Linked DNA regions of Sus scrofa: region 2 is linked to region 1. The links are chromatin contacts, called in public HiChIP or PLAC-seq maps. All regions are on one chromosome and are shown on one strand. The core of a region is the stretch at or near the end of the contact, and the rest is flanking DNA. Distances in the headings are between cores, read along the strand shown.

The links. HiChIP or PLAC-seq counts read pairs in DNA pulled down with a chosen protein or histone mark.
Region 2: an H3K27ac HiChIP or PLAC-seq map of alveolar macrophages shows a contact between it and region 1. The contact joins the promoter of ECT2L here to the promoter of REPS1 in region 1. A contact is called at or near these places in 1 of 5 promoter capture datasets (fetal skeletal muscle), 1 of 47 Hi-C or Micro-C datasets (retroperitoneal adipose tissue) and 2 of 2 datasets of contacts at active chromatin or transcription factors (alveolar macrophages and skeletal muscle).

Annotation. Positions count from the first base shown.
Region 1 is chr1:25,479,772-25,484,783 of Sscrofa11.1, forward strand. It overlaps REPS1 (ralBP1-associated Eps domain-containing protein 1), which reads left to right and starts at 1,512. Exons shown (of 20, transcript XM_021087342.1): 1 at 1,512-1,991. The coding sequence starts at 1,839.
Region 2 is chr1:25,641,504-25,646,203 of Sscrofa11.1, forward strand. It overlaps ECT2L (epithelial cell-transforming sequence 2 oncogene-like), which reads right to left and starts at 2,786. Exons shown (of 20, transcript XM_021087372.1): 1 at 2,690-2,786.

The DNA of each region.
Region 1 (5,012 bases), core at 262-2,761:
TGGCTCCCTGGCCTTAGTGGGTTAACCATCTCACTTTGCTGCAACCTGTGGGGTAGGCCTCAGCTGCAGCTAGCGTTAGACCCCTAGCCTGGGAACTTCCATATGCTGCAGGTGTGACCGTTAAAAAAAAAAAAAAAAAAAAAAAAAGACTGTAAATCTGTCATAATTTTCTTTCTTGGGCCCTTTGTAAGACCAGTACCTCTCTCTGGGGAGTAATGTGTAGAAGACAAAATGAAAACCAAAACTGAAAAATCTAATTCTGTACTAGCTGCTGTTTTTGAAATATTTCCTATTTGCTAAGGATAAACTCTTTTTTTTTTTTTTTTTTTTTTTTGCTTTTTAGGGGCTGCATTTTGCAGCATATGGAAGTTCCTGGCTAGTATGGGAACTATAGCTGCCGGCCATAGCAATGCCAGATCCCAGCCACATCTGCGACCTATACCACAACTTAGAGTAACACGGATCCTTAACCCAGTGAGCGAGGCCAGGGATCAAATCCGCATCCTCATGGATACTAGTGGAGCTCATTACCGCTGAGCCAAAACGGGAACTTCCAAGGATAAACTCTTGTTAAGATATTCTATTTAAGGTATCTCGAGAATTACCTCTCTTATGGGTGCAGCAGAGAACAGTGCAGTCACATGATCTTCAGAAAGGAGGAAATTAGGGGTGGCAGGAGAAATTCTTGGTGGCCAGAACCACCTTGTCCAGAGAGAAAAATTTCCCCAACTTCCTCCTCTATTCAGCAAGTTTGGCTTGGAGCAAGAGTGGAAGTTAGGTCTCTGTAGTGGTGTCTACACGATGAGAGTTCTCAGATGGAATAGATGCTCATAGCCCTTCAAAACATATAGAAATATTGAACTGATCCTCAATTATTAATTGACCTCAAAGGGTACAACAGAACAATAACAATAACCTTAACAGTTTTCCCCTTTCAGTCAATGTTTATTAACAGTTAGTGCCAAAAGCTTTGAAAACAATCCAAACTGCAGCTTTGTATCTGAGTTCTCCTGGTCTGAATGCGCTGCGCGCTGTTCCCCCCCTTCCCGCCCCCAGCCGCAGACCGCAGACCAGCTCGCAGGGGTCCCAGCTCCTCCAGCCCGCCGCGCCGACGGCCGCTCCGCCGCGGGGCTCCAGCCACCAGGGGGCGCTGCGGCCCCCTCTCCCGGGAGCGGCCGAGCCAGCCCGGTGGGTGTTGCTCTCTCCCTCTCGCGCTCTCTCCTCCCGGCCTCACATCCGGGTCTGGAGCGGGGCCGCCGCTGTCAGTGTCGGTGCGGTCGCGTCGGGGGCCGGGCCGGGGCGCAGTAAATGGCGGCGGAGGGAGGCGGAGCGGCTGCCGCGCTCAGCCTAGAGCCCCCGAAACTTTAGACTAGAAGCCCCACAACTTTTCTGGGAAGTGCTGCCGCTCCGGGGGCGTGGACGGAAGGGGAAGGCGAGGCGGGAAGTCTGGGGGGTGGGGGGAAGCGGCGGGGAGCCGGGGAGACTCGAACCCGCGGCGGGGGCGGAGTCCGCTCGCGCCTCGCGCCGCCGCGGCCCCCGCCTCCTTCCCCGCGTTCTCCTCGCGGCCGCTGAGGCGGAGCGGGAGCCGCGCGACGCGCCGAGCCCGGGACTGCGCGGGGCCTCGTAGGCGGCGGCGCGCCGAGCTCAGCCGGGCCCCCTTCCCGCGACCTCCCAGCCCTGCAGCTCCGACGCCCCCCGCGCGCGCGAGGCCGGGGCTTTCCGCTGCTTCGGGAGGCGAGGAGGAGGAGGCCGGGCGACGCGCAGCCGTCATCCCGGGGTCGCGGGGCCGGGCCCCGGGTGTTGCATGCGGGGCGGGGCGGCCGTGAGCGGAGGCGAAGATGGAAGGTTTAACGCTCAGCGATGCGGAGCAGAAATACTACTCGGATCTCTTCTCCTACTGCGACATCGAGAGCACCAAGAAGGTGGCGGCCAACGGGCGGGTGCTGGAGCTGTTCCGGGCCGCGCAGCTACCCAACGACGTGGTCCTCCAGGTAACGCCACCGCCCTCCCTTCCTGCCGCGTCCGGGGGTCGGCGGACGGCCGAGGGGTCGCCTCTCGGCGGCTCGGGCCTCCAGCCTCTTGCTTCCGCGGGGTGGGAGTGGGCACTGTTTCCAGAAGGGCGAATGGTGGGCAGGTTCCCCCCGGCTCCTCCGCTGCGGGCCGGGGCCGCAGGTGCCCGGGCGGCCGGGATTCGCGAGGGGGAGGGGGTCGCTCCTCGAGGACAAAAGTCAAGCAAATATACAGTGGGGGGGGAGGGTCTGTGTATTATCTCTGAAGCGCCTAAGTCGTGTATCTCTCGGTTGTCCCTTAGAATCTGTTTTTCAGCACTGGAAAAGCAACTTCAGATGCAGGATCTTGGATTGTTACCATGTCTTTGAATCCTAGGTCTTGGTAGTGTATATGTAGCTCTTAGGATCCTACATTGCGGTGAAGTTATCAGTGTAGGCAAAATGTTTTTTAATTCTTGAATTAGCCGAGCAGACACGATAAAGTCGTTTTTATAGACTCAGGAATCGAAAAAGCTTTTTTTTTTTTTTTTAAGGCAGTTAAATTCTTAGGAAGATTAAAAAATTTGAACTTTCAGCTAGTAGTTTGCTTCAGATATGAAAAGAACTTTAACTATAGGATGCGTGGCTGATGTAAACTGGATGGTTTTCCCATTGGCATTCCATAGCATTTGGTGGAACTTGTGGATTGGGTTGGAAGATAAGCATTGAGCAACTGGAAGTCAAAGGTGCATATTTGCCTCAATCTGTAGCATCAGAGGAACAAGCAGAGTAAGTCTTAAGCTTTCTTCATCACGTCTGCTTTTAAAGGAGAAGGCTTCCTAGAAGTTCCTATCTAACATATGTGGTGAGCATTGATGCTGTTCTGTTTAATGATTCATGGCTGCTAGTAAGAGTGTGTCTGAACATGGCATGAAGAACAGGTTTTAAACTTTCGTCTTTATAATGAACCAAGCCAGTTATACAAATATCCAAAATGTACAGCCATGTGCATGGGTACGATGCCATGTACCATAGAAAGCACTGAATCAGTTTTCAGGCCTGGTCTTTGACCTCACCCTGTCAACCAGTGTGACTTTGGGCCAGGCACTTTCACTCTTCAAGCAGCAGTGTGCTTAGAATGAGGGTCAAGTTCCTTCTAACAAAAGTTCTGGGAAATATAAAAATGTCCACGTAGGCCTCTGTTTTACAGGTTACCTGTGCATTAGCTGTGACTAAGTTTAATGAATTCTGTCGTTTTGCATAATCTTGTATGTTTTACATTGCTTTTTTAATATTTGGGGAGGAAAAGTTGGGTGTCTTGTACCATCTGCTAGAAGTCAGTGGCAAATTCATTCTGCCAAAAAGAGACAAACTGACTATTTTAGGTTTTGCTGGCCACATAAGGTCTCTGTCACAAATATTCTTCTTTGTTTTTGTTTTTACAGCCCTTTAAAAGTATAAAAATCTTTCTTAGCTCAAGGGCACACAAAATCAGGCTTTAGTTGCTGACCCCTGCTGATACAGGTGGTGGTCGTGTGGGTACTACAGGCTCCCCATATGGCTTTGCATCTAGGCTTATAGGAATAGGCCTAGTCAGAATATGCTCATTAGTGATATTGCTCTTTTTGTAGAAATACTTTCAAACCATTTAAAAACTAAAATTAAGAGGAAACCTCCCATGTTCTATTTAGCTTATGTCTTTGGAGTGGTAGATCTGAAATAAACTGACTTTCAAATTTTTAATGGTGCGTGAAAACTTTAGGATACAAATTAGCATTAATTAATCTTTGCTTGAAATATATTTAATCCAGTCCAAGTTATTTTCATATTGTGCTCAATTTTATTAACACTCAAAAAGAAATTTGTATTGCCTTTGTATGGAGAGAACTTAAGTAGCATAAATATTCAGGATTCAGTTACAAGTTGGAAACTGTCGGAACTTCCTGAAGCAGAATTCTTATAGCATTCTGGGTGCCTTGAAGCCGTTTTACTTAGAAATTGGCCTAAGATGTAAAATGTGGGACAGAAGAGGACTATGGAATTAATTCCCTTATGGGAGCTTGGGATTGTCCCAAAACACAGCCCTCCCTTGCCTCCTAGGTGGAAAACATTTGGGGCGACTCACATTTAACTCTGAGTTGTTAACACTGGGCTAGGCTTTGAAGAGCATCAAAAGTAAGAAGCTCTCAAGGACCTTGTAAACAACAGGAATATACATGTCGCATAAAGCAGACTGTGAATGCTCTAAGAGACTGTAAAGGAGGGTACGATCAGGAAAGGCCTCTTGACTTAATTCAGATGGACCTTAACATTGGCGTGAGAGATGAAGAGGACATCCAGGAAGGGAAAAAACATGGCCAAAGGTGGAAAGTGTAGAAAGGAGCCTTTTCAAGGACTAGCAGATAGAAGCTAGAGTATGTTTTGGGCATAATGAAACTTAGAAAGAGACCACATTAGGAGAGATTCTAGAGAACAGGCAAATTGCATATTTCTTTGGGCAGTGGAGACTCACTGATAGTTTTTGACTCTGAGCGAGGAGGAGAGTAGAGTCTGTGGAACGAGGCTCCAGCAGTGGTTGGAATGGAAGCTGGGTACTGGGCACCCAGACCAGGGTGACAGCAGTAGGATAGAAAAGCAGGGGCTGGATGAACAGGTCTGCTTTATTGAAGTTCTGCTGGGTAGCTGCAATGTGAGGTGCTCTGTGGGATAATGTTTAATTGAGGCCAGATTATCGAGGCTGGGTGGAGAGCTTTGAACTAATTGTGAAGGTAGTAACAGGGAGTTGTAGATTTAAGAGAAATGACTCATAAAAGCAGTGCTGTAGGAGGCCCTTAGGAGATCAGAGCAACTGGAAGTAGAGGGAAGAAACTGGAGACGAGTTTGGAAACTGATCCTCTAATGCATAGATGAAGTGGGGGAATCAGGCCATGGAACTCAAATGTGGGAGTAGGGCAGACCACGAGGAGAGTGATTTTGCCCCACAGGAGGCATTTGGAGATATTTTTGGTTGTCATAACTTGGGAG
Region 2 (4,700 bases), core at 1,536-4,035, 160 kb after region 1:
AGTCCAAATGCTATACCACAAAGTTCTTCCTTGACACTTAGGATCTCTCTCGTTCTTATGAAAAGTAGTGTGTCAGTCTTGGGAGAGAAAATTCCTGCTGCTGCTTCACTTACAGCCCAGTTTTCCACTGAATTTAAAGTCCCATTGTGGCTCAGAGGTAATGAATCCAACTAGTATCCATGAGGATGTGGGTTCAATCCCTGGCCTCGCTCAGTGGGTTAAGGATCTGGTGTTGCCTCGAGCTGAGATGTAGGTCACAGACGTGGCTTGGATATGGTGTTGCTGTGGCGTAGGCTGGCAGCTGTAGCTCTGATGTGACCCCTGGTCTGGGAATTTTCATATGCCACAGTTGTGGCCCTAAAAAGCCAAAAAAAGAAAAAGAAAATAAAGTCCAGCATGGGTGACACATTCTGTAAAACAAGGGCTCAAATATTTCTCAAGTTTGGTGCAAAAAGGGAATAAAATAGGAGACCTCAACCTGTGGTGCTTCTCATGTGTCACTGGAGCCAACACATTAAGTAGCAAATTCGAAGTGTGGAGGGGGACTTGTAATAAATGCTATATTTGACATCCTAAAGTTTTTTGAGTAGCTACTCTGACTGGCACTGTGTTCGTAAGTCATTCTTCCCATACACGAGGTCCTTTATGTCTCACATTCACCCTGGGAGTTTGCAGCAGAGAAGAACAGGGTAAAGAAAACCATCCAAGGTCACACAGATAGTAACTGGCTATCAAGTTTAAAAATTATACTGGATTGTTCCTCAAGTGTCAGTGAGACTTGAATTGGGTAAAGGACTGCGATGGGTTCATTTGGAAAAACAATTTCTATTCCATGACTGACTATTCTTTACATCTGACATGCTAATGAGCAACTTGGCAACTGACACTGGCACCTCCCTGCTTAGGGGAAAAGGGGCGGTGCACCTGGTATGTGATGGCTGATGCCAGATGAAGGGGTGAGAGGGCTGGGCAACTGCCGGTCCAGACAGAGAGAGAAATCATCCCTGGGACAAATCCGAACCATGTTGTCATTAACTGTGTTTCCGCAGGTGATTGGCTACCCAGCGGGAGGAATGTACATTAGTTTGCACCACTGTCCTAGACACTGACTTGGAGTGGAAACTGGAAACAAACACTGTTCTCGGCCACAAAGGTATCTACATTTGAGCACTTCTACAGTGCACACCCTAAGTTGTACAATGATTCATTTACTTTCTTACCTAAAATTTAATTCCTTAAATATGCCTCCTCTGAAGTTGTATGGTTCTAAAGACTGCATAAAAATAGAGTACAGGAAAAGTGAGAGTAGGGAAAAAATAGAAATATAGACAACTTCAGTTAAATATCATATATTCAGGGCACATGAAAATATGACATTTTAAACATAAACTTGGGGAGTTCCCATCACGGCTCAGCAGTAATGATCCCAACTAGTATCCATGAGGACTCAAGATCCATCACTGGCTTTGCTCAGTGGATTAAGGATTCAGCGTTGCTGTGGCTGTGGCATAGGCTGGCAGCTGTAGCTCCAATTTGACCCCCAGCCTGGGAACCTCCATATGCCACGGGGTGCAGCCCTAAAAAAACAAAAATAAATAAATAAAAATAAACATAAACTGGTATATAACTTTTATTAAATGCACACATAAATAATAAATAAAGTAATAGCATGCTTTGAGGAAATCTGCCCTATGAATAGCACAGGAGGGGAAAGCAAATACCATACCTGTGAGACCAAATTGGGTGTAATCAAATGCTGGATTTGTTCACTGATACATTTACAGCTATAAAATTAAAATTATAACAAGAAGCAACTATACCATTTAAATTCAATCAAGAAAAACAACCAATTATTTATTGTTCTAAAACTTTCAAGTCCCAAGCCCTACTTTCTTTCATGGAAATAACTTTTTTTAGAGCATGATTTTTGAGCTTCCTGAGGTGCACAAATGTCAAGATGGGCCTGAAAACTTATGCATGGGTTGTGCTGCACTCAAATAAATGTGACTTCCTGATGATCTATTCTCATACATGGCAAGATTTATTAACAAGCAGAGTATGAGTACTTTTAAAAGGATATTTATAAACACTGTGATTTTAAGTGTAAGATTTGATCATATATAATCTTATTCATCAAATCTTAGCATATTTTTTAGAGGTCTAATTGGAGCCGAATCCTTAACCCATTGAGTGGGGCCAGGGATCGAACCCGCAACCTCATGGTTCCCAGTCGGATTCATTTCCGCTGCGCCACGTTGGGAACTCCTTAGCATATTAAGAGCTTTGCATTCTAACCACGACCTGCATTTGCAGTAGTCTTTGTATTTCTCCCCACCCCCATCCTGCTCCCCACCTTTCAGGCTCCCCAGTAGGAAGAGGGTGAACACTAGCAGGAGCCAGTTCGGAATCCTACGAAAATCAGTGCTTTGTTTCTATCTCAAATGAGTGCTGTGCAGGAGATAAGAGTTTGCTGGCCACTGCCCAATTCGAACCTGACCCCAGACAGGGATAGTTTTGTTTTTCCCAAGCGCCACTTCAGGGCACAGGTTTTCCAAGGTCACCGAGGAGATGCCCGGCGAGGGCGCTGCTGAGGGTCTTCCCCAGGCCGCAAGGGGAACTAAAGCGCCCAGTCGTTGGGCCCCGACGGCCCCAAGCAACAGCTGTGTGGCCCAGAAGTCAAGAGCTTTACCTCTGGGAAGTGGCGGAGAGACCAGGCTCCAGGCACAGCCTCCTCGTGGGACTGCGTTGCGCCTTGAAAGCAGAACCCAGGCTGCAGCTCGGGGAGGGGGCGGGGCCGCAGCGCGCCGTCTCTATGGACACCGGACAACACGGCCCTGCCCCACGCAGCCGGCGGGCAGTACCCACGCCTCGGCCTGAGGTGCGGGAGGGATGCTTGGCGACCCCACCTTCCCGGCTGGAGGCCCCAGAAGCCCGGCGGACCACGCCCCCCTCTCCATGGTTGCACCAGTTTCTAGCTTGGCCCGCGTTTACGCTCCTTTATCACCCTCCACGGAGTCTCCCAAAGGATCCGGCGCCTCATTGGGAGCCCAATAAGACCTAGAAGACGCGGAACTGAGGGGCCAGACCCCAAGAAGAGACGGGGATCCTGAAGCCAACGTTTGGTTGGTCTCAAAGAAAGCCAGCAGTTTTAAGACTGTGTGATGGGAAAGATGGGGGGTTTCCTCAGCAGATCTTCAGAGTATTTTAATACTTATTACTGCCAATTTTCACATTACACAGGATGTACCAAAACCAAAACAGTCCTTCTTAGTTTCTAATGGTTCTGGTCAAAATACCTTTTAAGTATTTATTGTGAATCTTGTAAATTTTTTTCTTTTAAAAAGATGAATAGTTACTGCCAAGGAAGGATGTTCACAACAGGAAAAGCAGGTTAGGAAACCATATGGATAGTACTACCTAATTTTTGTAAATAAACATCTAAGAAGTCTATAAGTATGTAAACAGATGTTTAAAATGATTTGCTCTGGTAGTATCCTTTTTTTAAAAAAAAAAAAATTATTTTTTAGGCCCCACCCGGGGCATATGGAGGTTCCCAGGCTAGGGGTCAAATCAGAGCTGCAGCTGCAGGCCTACACCACAGCAATGCCAGATCCAAGCGGTGTCTGTGACCTACCCCATGGCTCACGGCAATGCCGGATCCTTAACCCACTGATCGAGGCCAGTGATCAAACCCGCGGCCTCATGAATATTAGTTAGGTTCATTAGCCTCTGAGCCACGACAGGAACTTTTTTTTTTTAAATGCCTGCACTTGCGGCATAAGGAAGTTCCCAGGCCAGGGATTGAACCCCACCTGCTTGTAGTCGGATTCCTAACCCAGTGCACCATGATGGGAACTCTGGTAGTACTTTTTAAAAGTCATCTGTAATTAAAATTTTTCTGTAATAAATATGCAACATCTATATAATATTTTATTCTAATAAGGTTTTATTCTAAGCACCTCATTTTTTCTTCTGTTGTCTTTAACACATGTTTAAGTAGTGTGAAAGGATACTAATTAGATACACTAAAAACTTGTTACCTAGGACCCACATGGGGTTCTTGACACAAAGGACAAAGGAACCAACTGAATAAACAAGGTCAATCTGCTGCCCTGCAGCTAATCCATGGGGAAACAGCTTTTGCTGTACTGTCTCAGGACCCATCCAAAAAAAACGTATCAAGTGGCAAATTTACCTTTTGCTGTCAGACCCTAGAAGGTTTTTTTTTTTTTTTTTTTTTTTTTTTTCAGGACTCCCTATTCGCTCAACCTAAGAGAAAAGTTTTGAAGGTTGCATTTAATGTTCTGGTGGTTTTCATTTTTAAAAGGGGTATTAAAAAGACTGATTAGACAAACTAATCAAACTTCTTTGAATACAGAATGCCAAAAATTACAAAAATTGAGATTTTAAAAAATAGTGTTCAATGGGTCCCCATCGTTCATCTCCAATTGGGTGCTTATTTCTGTGGCCTGGAAATAAGGAGGAAGAAGTATGGGCCTATTCTACAAAGGTGAAGGCAATTGAGCTACAAATGGATAAACAAAAGGTGGTCTATCCATACAGTGGAATGTAATTTGGCCAGGAAAAAAAGTCTGATACATGGATGAACCCTGAAACCTTGAAAACATTATACTAAGAAGCCAGTCACAGAAGACCATGTATTATATGATTCCATTGGTAGAAAATGTCCAGAATAGGCA